Linked DNA regions of Canis lupus: region 2 is linked to region 1. Evidence: chromatin contacts called from public Hi-C data. All regions are on one chromosome and are shown on one strand. Each heading gives the region's core, a stretch centred on a gene start, on an enhancer-like site or on the middle of the called end of the contact. The rest is flanking DNA. Distances are from core to core; before and after follow the strand shown. Region 1 holds the start of WBP1L (WW domain binding protein 1-like). Region 2 overlaps CNNM2 (metal transporter CNNM2).

Region 1 (5,280 bases), core at 748-3,247:
TTTATCAGTCCTAAGGGTTCTGACTTTTCCAAGAAATAAAATTTATTTCTCCTGCCAGTTTATGATTTTAGCTAGGGAAAAGAACCCCAACAACATCTCCTTGATGCTAGCATTGACCAGCAGCTATTATTAAAATGGAAGGGTCCCAGCCCTACAAAAGGGAATATGTTGGGCCAGAAAATAAGCTCTAGTTCTTTCACATGCTATTTCAAATATACAGAAATAGATTCTGGTGGGGGAAACAGAGGATACTTCAACAGATAAATAACAAATTGTGGTACAGTCATACAGTGGAATACTATTCGGCCACAATAAAGGAATGAAGTACTGGCACCTGCTACAATGTAGATGAATCTCAAGAACATTATGTTAAGGGAAAGAACACGGACACAAAATATCACAAAGTGTAGGATTCCATTTATATACAATATCCTGAATAGGTAAATCCACAGAGACAGAAAACAGATTGGTGGCTGCCAGGATCTGGGGGAAAGGGAAATTAGGGAGGAACTGCTTACGGGGTAGGGGGTTTTCTTTTGAAGTGATGAAAATGTTTTGGAACTAGATGTAGTGGTTGCATAACATTGTGAATGTACAAAACACCACTGAGTTGTTCACTTTAAAGTGGTAAAATGGTTTTACATGGTTTCTGTCATACGAATATCGTTCCATTTTAAAAACTAATTTTTAAAAGAAAGGATACTAGGCGGGCAAAACAAGATGCAGATGTGAAAAGGCAGCCCATAAACTCCTAGGGAAAAGATAAGCATTTTTGCTGGAACTCTGCTTCTACTCTTGATCACAACGCAAAGTTCAAGCACCAAGCTGTACGGACTCTGCCATCAGCCGTGTGCGAAAGTGAGTGTGTGTGTCTATTCCCTTCTGAAAAGACAGGGAAGAGAACAGAAACTGAAGAAAATAGAATGGTAAAGCCTTGCCAAATGCAAGGGAAGGAGGGGTGATTCCCCCTACTGCACCCCACCCAACTTGGCACCAGGAGTAATGCTCCCATTAGGGTTTCGAAATGCCAGCCGGAGCTGGAATCAGCACAAGCAAGCTTCTCTGCCTGGATAAAAAGCAAGCCACCCAGCAAGAAAAGCTGGGGTGCTCCATTTGCTGCCCATATTGGCAGCAGCACCACCCTTTGCTCAAAAGCCCTGAACTGGCCTAGATCAGCATCAGTGGCTGGCTTTCCCAGGCCAGCCAGCCTAACAGCAAGAGCTTGTAATAGCTCCACTGTGCCCTCATCCTGAGGGGTCCCGATCCACTTCATCCCGCAGGCCTTCCAAGAGTCTGGCCTCCAACCTCTTGCCTCCAACACGTTAAAAATGGAGCCAAGATGCCCTCGGAACTTTTCCCCGTCCAGCTTGAAATAAATATCCTCTCAGCCCCTCCTCCGTCTCAGGCCAGCTCAACAGCCGCCGTACCCCTGCCCGCACACACGTACACACTGCATCACTCACTGCCTCGGAGACCCGCTGCCCGGGGGGACACGAACGCGCCCCCCGAGCCTCAGCCTCGCACCACTATCCAGGCAGTCATCCCAGCCACCTGACCTAACTGCCCTCTCAAAGGCCCCTCACTCGCTGAGCACCGCGCCTCCGCCACTTCCCTGACACCCAAACAGGTGTCCCCAGCTCAACACCGACGCCCCCCTCGAGCCTGTCCACGCCAGGCACGGGGGCCCCTCTCGGGACCCCTCAACTCCTGGCAGCAGCACTCCTCCGGCCCCCTCCAGCCAGGCAGCGACGCCGTCTTCAGCCCCCTCCAGCCAGGCCTCGACGACCCCCAGGCCCCCAGGCTGGCCCGGACGCCCCCTCCCCCTTACCTGCGGGGGTTCAGCCCTGGCTGACAGGGGGCTGGGCAGCGCCTGGAGGAGCAGGAGCGCCATGCCACCCAGGAGCCTTCTCCTCTCCATCCCCCTCCTGCTCCTGCTCCTCCGCCACGGCGCCGCCACCTCCCTCCTCCTCCTCCCTCTCCTCCTCTTCCCTCTTCTTCCTTCTTCCCTTCTTTTCCTGTTTCACTCTCCCCTCCCGCTTCCGGCTCTGCTCCACCCCGCCCCAGCCCAAACACCCTCCCACACCCCGGGCAGGCTCTCCAGTTCCAGCCCTTCGTGGGCCCCTGCCCTTCTCCCATTGACCAAAATAGCTGTCGATCAAATAGAAGTTCCGCCCCCCCGTGAAGACGGAAGACCGGAGGGATCTAGCCAATGAAAAGTGGGAGGAAGCCGGGCCATCTTGAGTGCGGCATGGTGGTGTAAATGCCTCCCACGCCACCGAGAGTGGCGGAAGTAGCTCCGATCGGGGGCGGGGCCACTTGGTACGAGCGTTGACAAGCCTCTAATCCGGGTGCCGCCATCTTGAGCGTGGCGGAAGTAGTAGATTGCCGCACTTCAGCAAAGAAAGGGAAGGGGTAAAGTGATTCTAAAGAGCGTCAGAAAAGAGATTGTGTTTTAGAAGGTAACAGGCGCTCCTTAAGAAGAAAACAACTGCAGTCTAAAAAATCTTTTGACGTCTTTGCTTTGAAGCGCAGCCCTGGTACCAGGGTCCCTCTCCGTGGTCTCAAGACGCCCGAGTGGTAGTTTAAGGTTAATTTGAATTCTACGAAATAGTAGCTTTACCTGAGGCATGGTGCTGTGTCACCCCAAGTCTCGGGAACAAAATTCTGTTGATTCCACCTTAGAAACAGATCTGAAATCCACTCCCATTGTTTCCATCCACATATCTCATCTTGCAAAATATAAAATTTTTTAATTAACTTATTTATTTATGATAGTCATCAGAGAGCGAGAGAGAGGCAGAGACACAGGCAGAGGGAGAAGCAGGCTCCATGCACCGGGAGCCCGACGTGGGATTCGATCCCGGGTCTCCAGGATCGCGCCCTGGGCCAAAGGCAGGCGCCAAACCGCTGCGCCACCCAGGGATCCCCTCATCTTGCAAAATATAAACGGCCTCCCCTGCTGGCCCTAGTTGCCAAGCCTTCCCTCTCAATTCCTGCTGCGCTCCCCAGCAAGGGTGTTCTAGACGAAGCCAAACATCATTGTCTTAAGGCTATCTCTCTTAAAATACTAAAACTACCTAGGGCATATGTAGTCCAATCTCCTCAATATGGTCCTCTCTTGTGTCCTGATCCTTGCCTCCTCCTTTTTATCTCATAAACTTCCGCCACTACGTTTTCCCACACTTACACCAAACACTTAAGAGATCCCCAGTGTGCTGCGCTATAGTACACATTGCCATATAGTTCTCTGTTTATAAACTCCTAGCTCCCCCCCCCCCCACCGCCCTTGTTTCTTCTGGAATCTCATAACACTAACACACATTATATCTGATCTATAATATCTGCCTGGCTGACGCCTCCCGCTAAATCTGCAGCTTCTTGTATAGCACAGCAAGTCTTACTCTTTTTTTTTTTTTTTTTTTTTTTTTTGAGAAATCCCTACAACATCCTGTACAAGGCCCAACCACGAGCCCAACAATGTTGGTAAAGTAAATGAACAAATGAAGACCTAGGCTGGAGAAGCCAGATGCCTGTAGCTGCCAATTTCCTCTCAAAATCCTGCCAAACCATTTTGCAGGTTGGCCTAGTCTAGCCCATAGCTGAGCCCAGAGGGAGTTTGTTCTTGGCTTAAATGGTGGCAAAGTAGAAAACAGGTAAAAGTGAAGAATTTGGCCCTGTCCTCAGTTTAAGAACGTCCACAGTTGGGCAGCCCCGGTGGCGCAGCGGTTTAGCGCCGCCTGCAGCTCAGGGCATGATCCTGGAGACCCTGGAGCAAATCCTACGTCAGGCTCTCTGCATGGAGCCCGCTTCTCCCTCTGCCTGTGTCTCTGCCTCTCATTCTCTCTCTGTGTGTCTCTATGAATAAATAAATAAAAAATCTTAAAAAAAAAAAAGGATGTCCATAGTTTTGCCTCTTCTTGATCCTGCTTTCCCAAGTGTTACAAAAGGTGACAAGTATTTTTGCCAATCTCAAAAGCCTTAGAAATTCATTCATCCAATCAAGCTCCTTAGGGAAGAAATAAAGATTCAGTATTAGGCAAGGGCCAAACTACTTTCATAACACAGGGTGTCAGTCCTGGCCTCAATTTTTTCTAAGTCCTCCTATGTAAAAGCCAGGTATTATCATCATTAGGAAACCCCAATAGTTTCAACTTAACAAACACAGGATGTTTTAGCCTAACTTCCCTTCCTTTCTTTACCTGAGAGCTTAAACTGAGCCACTGGATGGGACAAACACTAAAGCCTGCCCAGTCTGGATTAGTACTTCCCAGACAAAGTCATTTGAGTCACCCTAACCACCTTGCTTTCCACATCTCACAGGTGCCAACTCAAAGAAAGCAGAGAGGTCTTACGAAATGGAACTGAGATACAGTTTGAATTAGTGTGTTTTAAAGTGCCTCTAAACTATAGCCACCACATATTCCAGACTTTTCCAAAAGAGCCATTGTCTATAAAGGGAGGAGGAATGCTAGAATGATTTAGGAGCTGGGTAGGAAAGGAGAAGGTTGTCAATTCTCAAAAGAACATCAGTGTGGGGGCGCCTGTATGGTTCAGTGGGTTATGTGTCTGCCTTCCGCTCAGACTGTAATCCCAGGATCCTGGGATTGAGCCCCTAGTTGAGCTCCCTGCTTGATGGGGTGTCTGTTTCATCCTCTGCCCCCTGCTCCTGCTCTCTCTCTCTCTCTCTCTCAAATAAATAAAATCTTTAAAGAATCAGTTTGGAAACGTTTCCAAGCTCTGCTAGCTCTGGTAATGTTTGTCCTATTTGTCTTTGGAAATGCATTAAGCTGAAGCCAGATCTCCTACCCTAAGAAAACTAGCTCAATGACACAGTTTTCTGCTAGAAATCAGCTAAAATCAAATTGCACATGTTACAGCATGGATAAACTTTGAAAATATTATGCTAAATGAAAGAAACCAGACACAAAAGACTACACATTGCGTGGATTTCTTTTACATGAAAAGTACAGAATAGGTTAATCTATAGAGGCAGAAAGTAGATTAGGGGTTTTGGTGGGTTTTGGTGGGTTGAAGGGGATGGAGAGAGACTGCCAAAGGGTACAGAGTTTCTTTGGGGAGTACTAAAAGTATTCTGAAATTAGTGATGAGGATTACAACGTTGTGAATATACTAAAAAAAAAATGCTGAATTATATACACTTTAAAAAGATGAATTTATGTTATATGAATTATATTTTAATCTTGAAAAATAGGGAGAAAATTAAATTGCAGCCAGAACCGTGGCCTCAGGGAAGAGGCTCTTTTTCTTTAAAGCAGTTCT
Region 2 (5,387 bases), core at 873-3,372, 300 kb before region 1:
TTCATTTTGGTGATAAAAATTCCTTAGAGGAGCAGAAATCACATTCCAAGCAAATGTTAGACCTCTCTGAGGGAAAGGACGCGGTTAAACGTTAACTTAAAACAACACTGAGCTCACGGAGGCGGCGGAGGGGGGCCCCGGGGGAGGGCGCCGTGCAGGCCCCGCCCCCCGCGGGACAGTTTTCTTCATTCATCCTTCAAGTTCCACAGCGACACGGCCGTGGGGGGTGGGGGGGAGGAGGAGGAGGAGGAGGGGGAGCAGCCAGTCCGTTGGGCTCAGGTCACCTCACGGAGTCACGGCAGAGTTTCAGACACAACAACGTACAACTCTGCAAAAGACACTGTTTAAAAACATCATCTCTTGGGAAAAAAATAAAATAAACCGCAACAATTTTCAACTTCATGCAAATTGAGGGAGGAGGAGAGTGAATAAAGATAGAAGGTACAACTGAAAAAATAAACATGATTCTATTTGGGTGGAAGAAGTTCATCTCCAAAATCTCGAATGCCATGTCCTGGCTGTTGGTGTCACACCTCTAGCTTCTGTGCCCGCCCTGGCCATCCTCCGCGGCGGCTTCCGGGAAGGGGACAAAGTCTTTGGTCTCAGGATGTTGCAGGACGCAGCATGGCACACAAGCTCACGCTAATGGGGTTCATGGTCGGCGGGCCTGGGGCCTCCGGAGTTGGGGGGCGAGGGGCAGCGGTGGGCGCTCTAGATGGCCCCTTCACTGTGCAGGCTGTGGTTGGCCTTGTTGTGTGTCACACAGTTCTGTTCATTGAGCAGGTTGGCGGTCTCGTCTGGCAAACCGTCGTGCAGCTCCGTAAGAGTCAATTCAATTTTAGTGTTTTCACTGTCTGAAGACTGAGGGGTTTTGTCCATCCGGGATGCCATCAAGGCATTTTGGTATTGCTGTCTTGAGATCTGGGGCCAGAAGATGGCACAGAAAACAAACGAAGACAATGCTTATTTTTACGTGTTCCTGTCTCAACTTTGCATTACATGTTAAAATCCCCCACCCCAGCTCCCCCAGAAAGGCCCCTCAAAGTTTTTCTAGGAAAATATCATCCTCATGTATAAACTGAGTCACCTTGCAAGTTCAAGTGAACTCTGGCGGACAAGTCAGTGTTTACTGATCTAAGCCATTTCCAAATTTTCGTCTCAAAATTTCAGAGACTGGAAAATGGAGACAGGCTTCCACCAGTGGAAGTTGGCTCGTTCTTCAGAAGACACCTTTATTTCAGACTGAGAAAAGAACCCCGTCTGGGGCAGAAGAGAAACAGAGGGTTCTTCCCACCCCATCTCAGCAAGTCTTCGGAGACTCCGACCTCAGCCCTTCTGTGGCCACCCGGACTCACTGGACTCACGAGCTCACGAGGACTTGCTGAGAGAGGTTCCTCCTTTTTCTGCCTCTGGCTCTCACTCCCTGAAAAAGCCACATCTGACTTGGCAGCTCTTTTGACAGAGCCAGGGAGAGAAGTGTTTTCCGGAGCCTAAGTCTCGGTTGGGCACAGGAGCTGGAGGCAGGGCAGCCCAAATGGGCCGGGGAGCCAAACCACCGGCTGCAGCAGGTCCCCTCCGGCGGCCAGGCCCCGCCAAAGCACGCGCTCCCCTCTCACCTTAACGAACTGAAGGTCAGAGAGGGCCCGCACTGAGTAGTCAGGGATGTAGACTTGAAGGAACGAGGAGGTGAGCTGATTGTTGCTGCTCCCCAGTGTCGGCGTGACTGCGTCGATCCGGTCACTTCGGCTCAGAGAGTCTGAGTGATTCAAGCCACACGGGCGAGGAGGCGACTTGTTTTCACCTAGACACGGAGGAAAACAAACAAACAAACAAACCACCCATAACCTTTTAAGTGAGGTAGACAGAACCAACACAGTCAGCTCTTTATTTTCCAAATAATAGAAAGTAGTAATTAATAGACCAGTTCAATCAGCTTAACCCAGACGCGAGGGCCGTACAGCTCACCACCTCGACGGCGGCCTGCTGTCCGGAGGGTTTGTTCAGTTCTGCTGCTCGGCCGTTCCTGCAGGCCCACATCCTCTCTCTCTCTCTCTCTCTCTCTCTCTCTCTCCCTCATGCACACACAATCCCTCCCGAGTGAGTCTCTGACAGCGAGGCCCCCAGGCTGCACACCTGCGTCAGGAGCATCCCCTGGGGCTGCGAGACGCACAGGCCTCAGGCCGACTAGGCCTGAATCACAGAAGCTGCTGGATAGACCACACAGGGCACAGGAGGGCAGCCCTCCGTTACTTTGCCACAAGCAAAGTACTCAAGAATGTTGGTAAATCAATACGTGTTTTAAAGGAATCAAAATAGTTCTGTGTGCTCATACCACCTCCCTCCACAGCCGAACCTATGATCTTTGTCTCTGACCCCAGTAAAATCCCCCTTTGGGCAGCCCAAGGGTGTCTCGGTGTTTCGGGAACACTAGACGACACCAAACTCTTCAAAGGCCTGAGGGAGCATAGGTGCTGTAAGAGGGGGTCTGCGAGGAGATGGACCGGACTCGTTTATTAAAATAAAGTGAAAAGGAATTCAGCGAGTCTAGTGTTGCTGCTCTCAAAAGGCAAGTTGACCGGAGCTTCTAACATACGTTTTGTTGGACATAACCCACTCCCCACCCTCGTCGGAGCTTCCTCCATTTTTGCTTTTCCAATCAAATCTACTCCACAAATATTAAGTGGGTGTTCACAGAGGACAGGTCCTGACCTGCGTCATGCCGCAGGACTGGAGGGGACCCCTCACTAGTATACCCCCCCCCCCAGAGGAGCTGCCCTCCGCTGGTCCTGCTCTTCCGCATCTGTCATCACGCCCAGCAGCCCAGCAAAGTCCCCCGGCTCAGGCTGGCGGAGCCCCACGAGGGCCGCTGTTCCTCTGCTACTTCAAACAGCCCTGAAGTGTCTGAAGATGGTTGCGTTTGCCTTAAGCCTCTTCTCCAGGCTAAACGCTCTGATGTCCTTCATGCCACATGTTTTGCCACCCCTCACCCCCTTCCTGACCACCATCTGACGAATATTCCTTCCACTCAATAAATGTCCCTCCTCAAAATAGGACCAGGACAAAACACGGTGAGTCTTCACTGAACCTTTAGCGGGCGAGTTTACTTTCTCCTAAAACTGTCACAGCACACTTCCCCTACAATTTTATCAAAACCCATTTTCTATTGTTCAAATTAAACTCAGAGTAGCCGTTCCTCTGGTTGCTTTCCCTTATCTTTGAACACAACAGGGCAAATGAATAATTTATCATGTTTTCTACTTAGCAGAAAGGAACTTTGATCAGATGACCCGATGTCGTGAAGCCTCAGATTAAAAGATGGATAATGGTTCCCACCTCATAAAGTCATGAGGATTCCAAAGGAGATAATGTATAGAGTGCTTAGCACAGCATCTGACACTTAATAAATATCCCATCAATAAGCCTTGTTACCAGTACTCTGTTTCCTGTTGCCCTCATCCCAGGCCTCTCCACTCTGTGCTACCCCCAGGACTGAGCCTTCCTGTACTTGGGAAAGCTTCACCTGGGCTGACAGATCGAACCCTCAAACCTGATTTTTGAAACAAGGGATTCCACTGTAGCCCTGGGCTTGAGCCCCAGATCGCACCAGCATTTCTATAGACAGTATTTACTCTTGGGTGTGATGATTTAAAGGTTAAGAAGGGGCACCTGGGTGACTCAGTGGTTGAGCATCTGCCTTTGGGTCAGGTCGTGATCCCAGGGTCCCAAGATTGAGTCCCGCAACAGGCTCCCTGTAGGGAGCCTGCTTCTCGCTCTCCCTGTCTCTGCTTCCCTCTCTGTATCTCTCATGAATAAATAAAATCTTAAAAAAAATTAAGGATAAGAAACCGAGACATGCAGAGGGCACTGTGCTTACTGATCAAACTGGGTGCATCAGCAGTTAGAGGTCAGAGGCCTTCCTTCTGAGTCTTCTGTTCTTTCCTCCTGGGGAGGATTCCAGGGCAATCTCTCGGCTTTCCCCAGGGTATCTAGACTCCTAGTCAGCTTTCTCTCAACCCACTGCCCTCGGTTCTTGTGAGATGAGCCCTCGCTTTCATCAGGAACCCACTGCCTGGCGTCCCAGTCCCAGTCTGAAGCAGACCCTGTTTCCCGGGACCCCTTCTGTCGCAGTGTGACAGGGACCCAGTGCAACCAGTCGTTCATCAACACGCAGTGAGAAAGAGGAGTATTCAGACCCAGGGGAATAAAGACTTTAAGTGGCCAGCCCCCAGCTCAGGTCATATTCTGTTGCCAAATTTATGTGCCAAATTTTTATAATTATGATAAAATCTTTCCATTTTTAACTCCTCTTATGCCTTCTCAGCATTGTTTTTTCTGCTTTTTAGTCATTTCGCCTAGGAATTCTTTCTTTTTATGAGTAAGCCAGAGGATCCTATACAGAAACATTACCAGCCTCCTCCCTTGGAACCACAAAGCATCTTTTGGAATAGGCTGGAAATCACTGGTTTAGCTCAACCTCCACTTATTTGGTATCATATTATTGTAATGCTAGGATCCTGAAGGCCTGGGTCCACAAAATGAAATTTTTTTTTTTTTTAAATTACAGGATCAGATAGAGTAGACACAGCTAAGAAATCTCTTAAGTTTTGCAGGGAAAAGTGAAATACAAATAACATTTCATGAGTTTCATCCAAAAGTCACTTTACCTCAGCATCTGTGACATTTTGAACAGGTAGCAGATGCCAGCAAACAAAATGGGGAGAAAAAACACAAACATACATACATATCCACAAATACATATTTCTGTGCATATGTATGTGTGTATGTGTGTGCACATGTATCTCCTGCCAGCTGGTTTGAATCAAAACAGTCCTACAAATAATACCTTATCCCCAAACACCTCAAGCTTTTTCAGAGCAAAAACTTGAGGGAACGTTAGCTTCTTTTTAGGACATGTATTGTTTCTTTTACTAAATATCAGCGTTTGAGAGTTTTTGCTGAAACTGGATTATGAAAATGCCAATTTCATCAGATTTTAAGATATAAGCTGTGTGGAACAAAATAAATACAGAAAAATTGTATTACCAAAAGCTCAGCAATTTTAATTAAAGAAAGATTAAACTTTTGCCTTTCTTTTTTGCTGCTGGATGTATTAGCCAGGCATGACCAAACTCTCCTGCAGGGCAGCGACCAGCAGCTGGTGAGGAATGTGCACGGCACTAATTCAAAAACAAAGAGAGGGCCACCTGCCTGTCAGAGGGCGGAGATGCATGGGCCCCATTCACGTGGAGGCTGGAAAAAATGAACAGAACCAAGAATGCCCAGGTCTCTGCAGACAGGGCTTCTGTTCACCGAGAAAACTTCACAGTCCTTGAGGCTTTGGGGTGCATATGTCCCATAGAAGCATCCTCAGGTTTTAAGGTGCTTGG

The links. A called contact is a pair of places that touch in the nucleus more often than the background predicts.
Region 2: a Hi-C map of skin fibroblasts shows a contact between it and region 1, with 3 times the contacts expected there. The contact joins the enhancer-like site here to the promoter of WBP1L in region 1. A contact is called at or near these places in 5 of 9 Hi-C or Micro-C datasets (amygdala, blood and skin fibroblasts).

The regions. Positions count from the first base shown.
Region 1 is chr28:15,405,649-15,410,928 of UU_Cfam_GSD_1.0, reverse strand. WBP1L (WW domain binding protein 1-like) reads right to left here and starts at 1,997. Exons shown (of 4, transcript XM_038578654.1): 1 at 1,829-1,997. The coding sequence starts at 1,918.
Region 2 is chr28:15,701,211-15,706,597 of UU_Cfam_GSD_1.0, reverse strand. It overlaps CNNM2 (metal transporter CNNM2), which reads right to left. Exons shown (of 7, transcript XM_038578664.1): 6 at 1,617-1,801; 7 at 325-921. The coding sequence ends at 712. Among named protein-coding and RNA genes, the nearest start is that of NT5C2, 110 kb to the left of the region's middle. Within about 2 kb of position 2,122, at least 2 of the 20 cell types and tissues checked have an H3K27ac peak or open chromatin away from gene starts, as enhancers often do.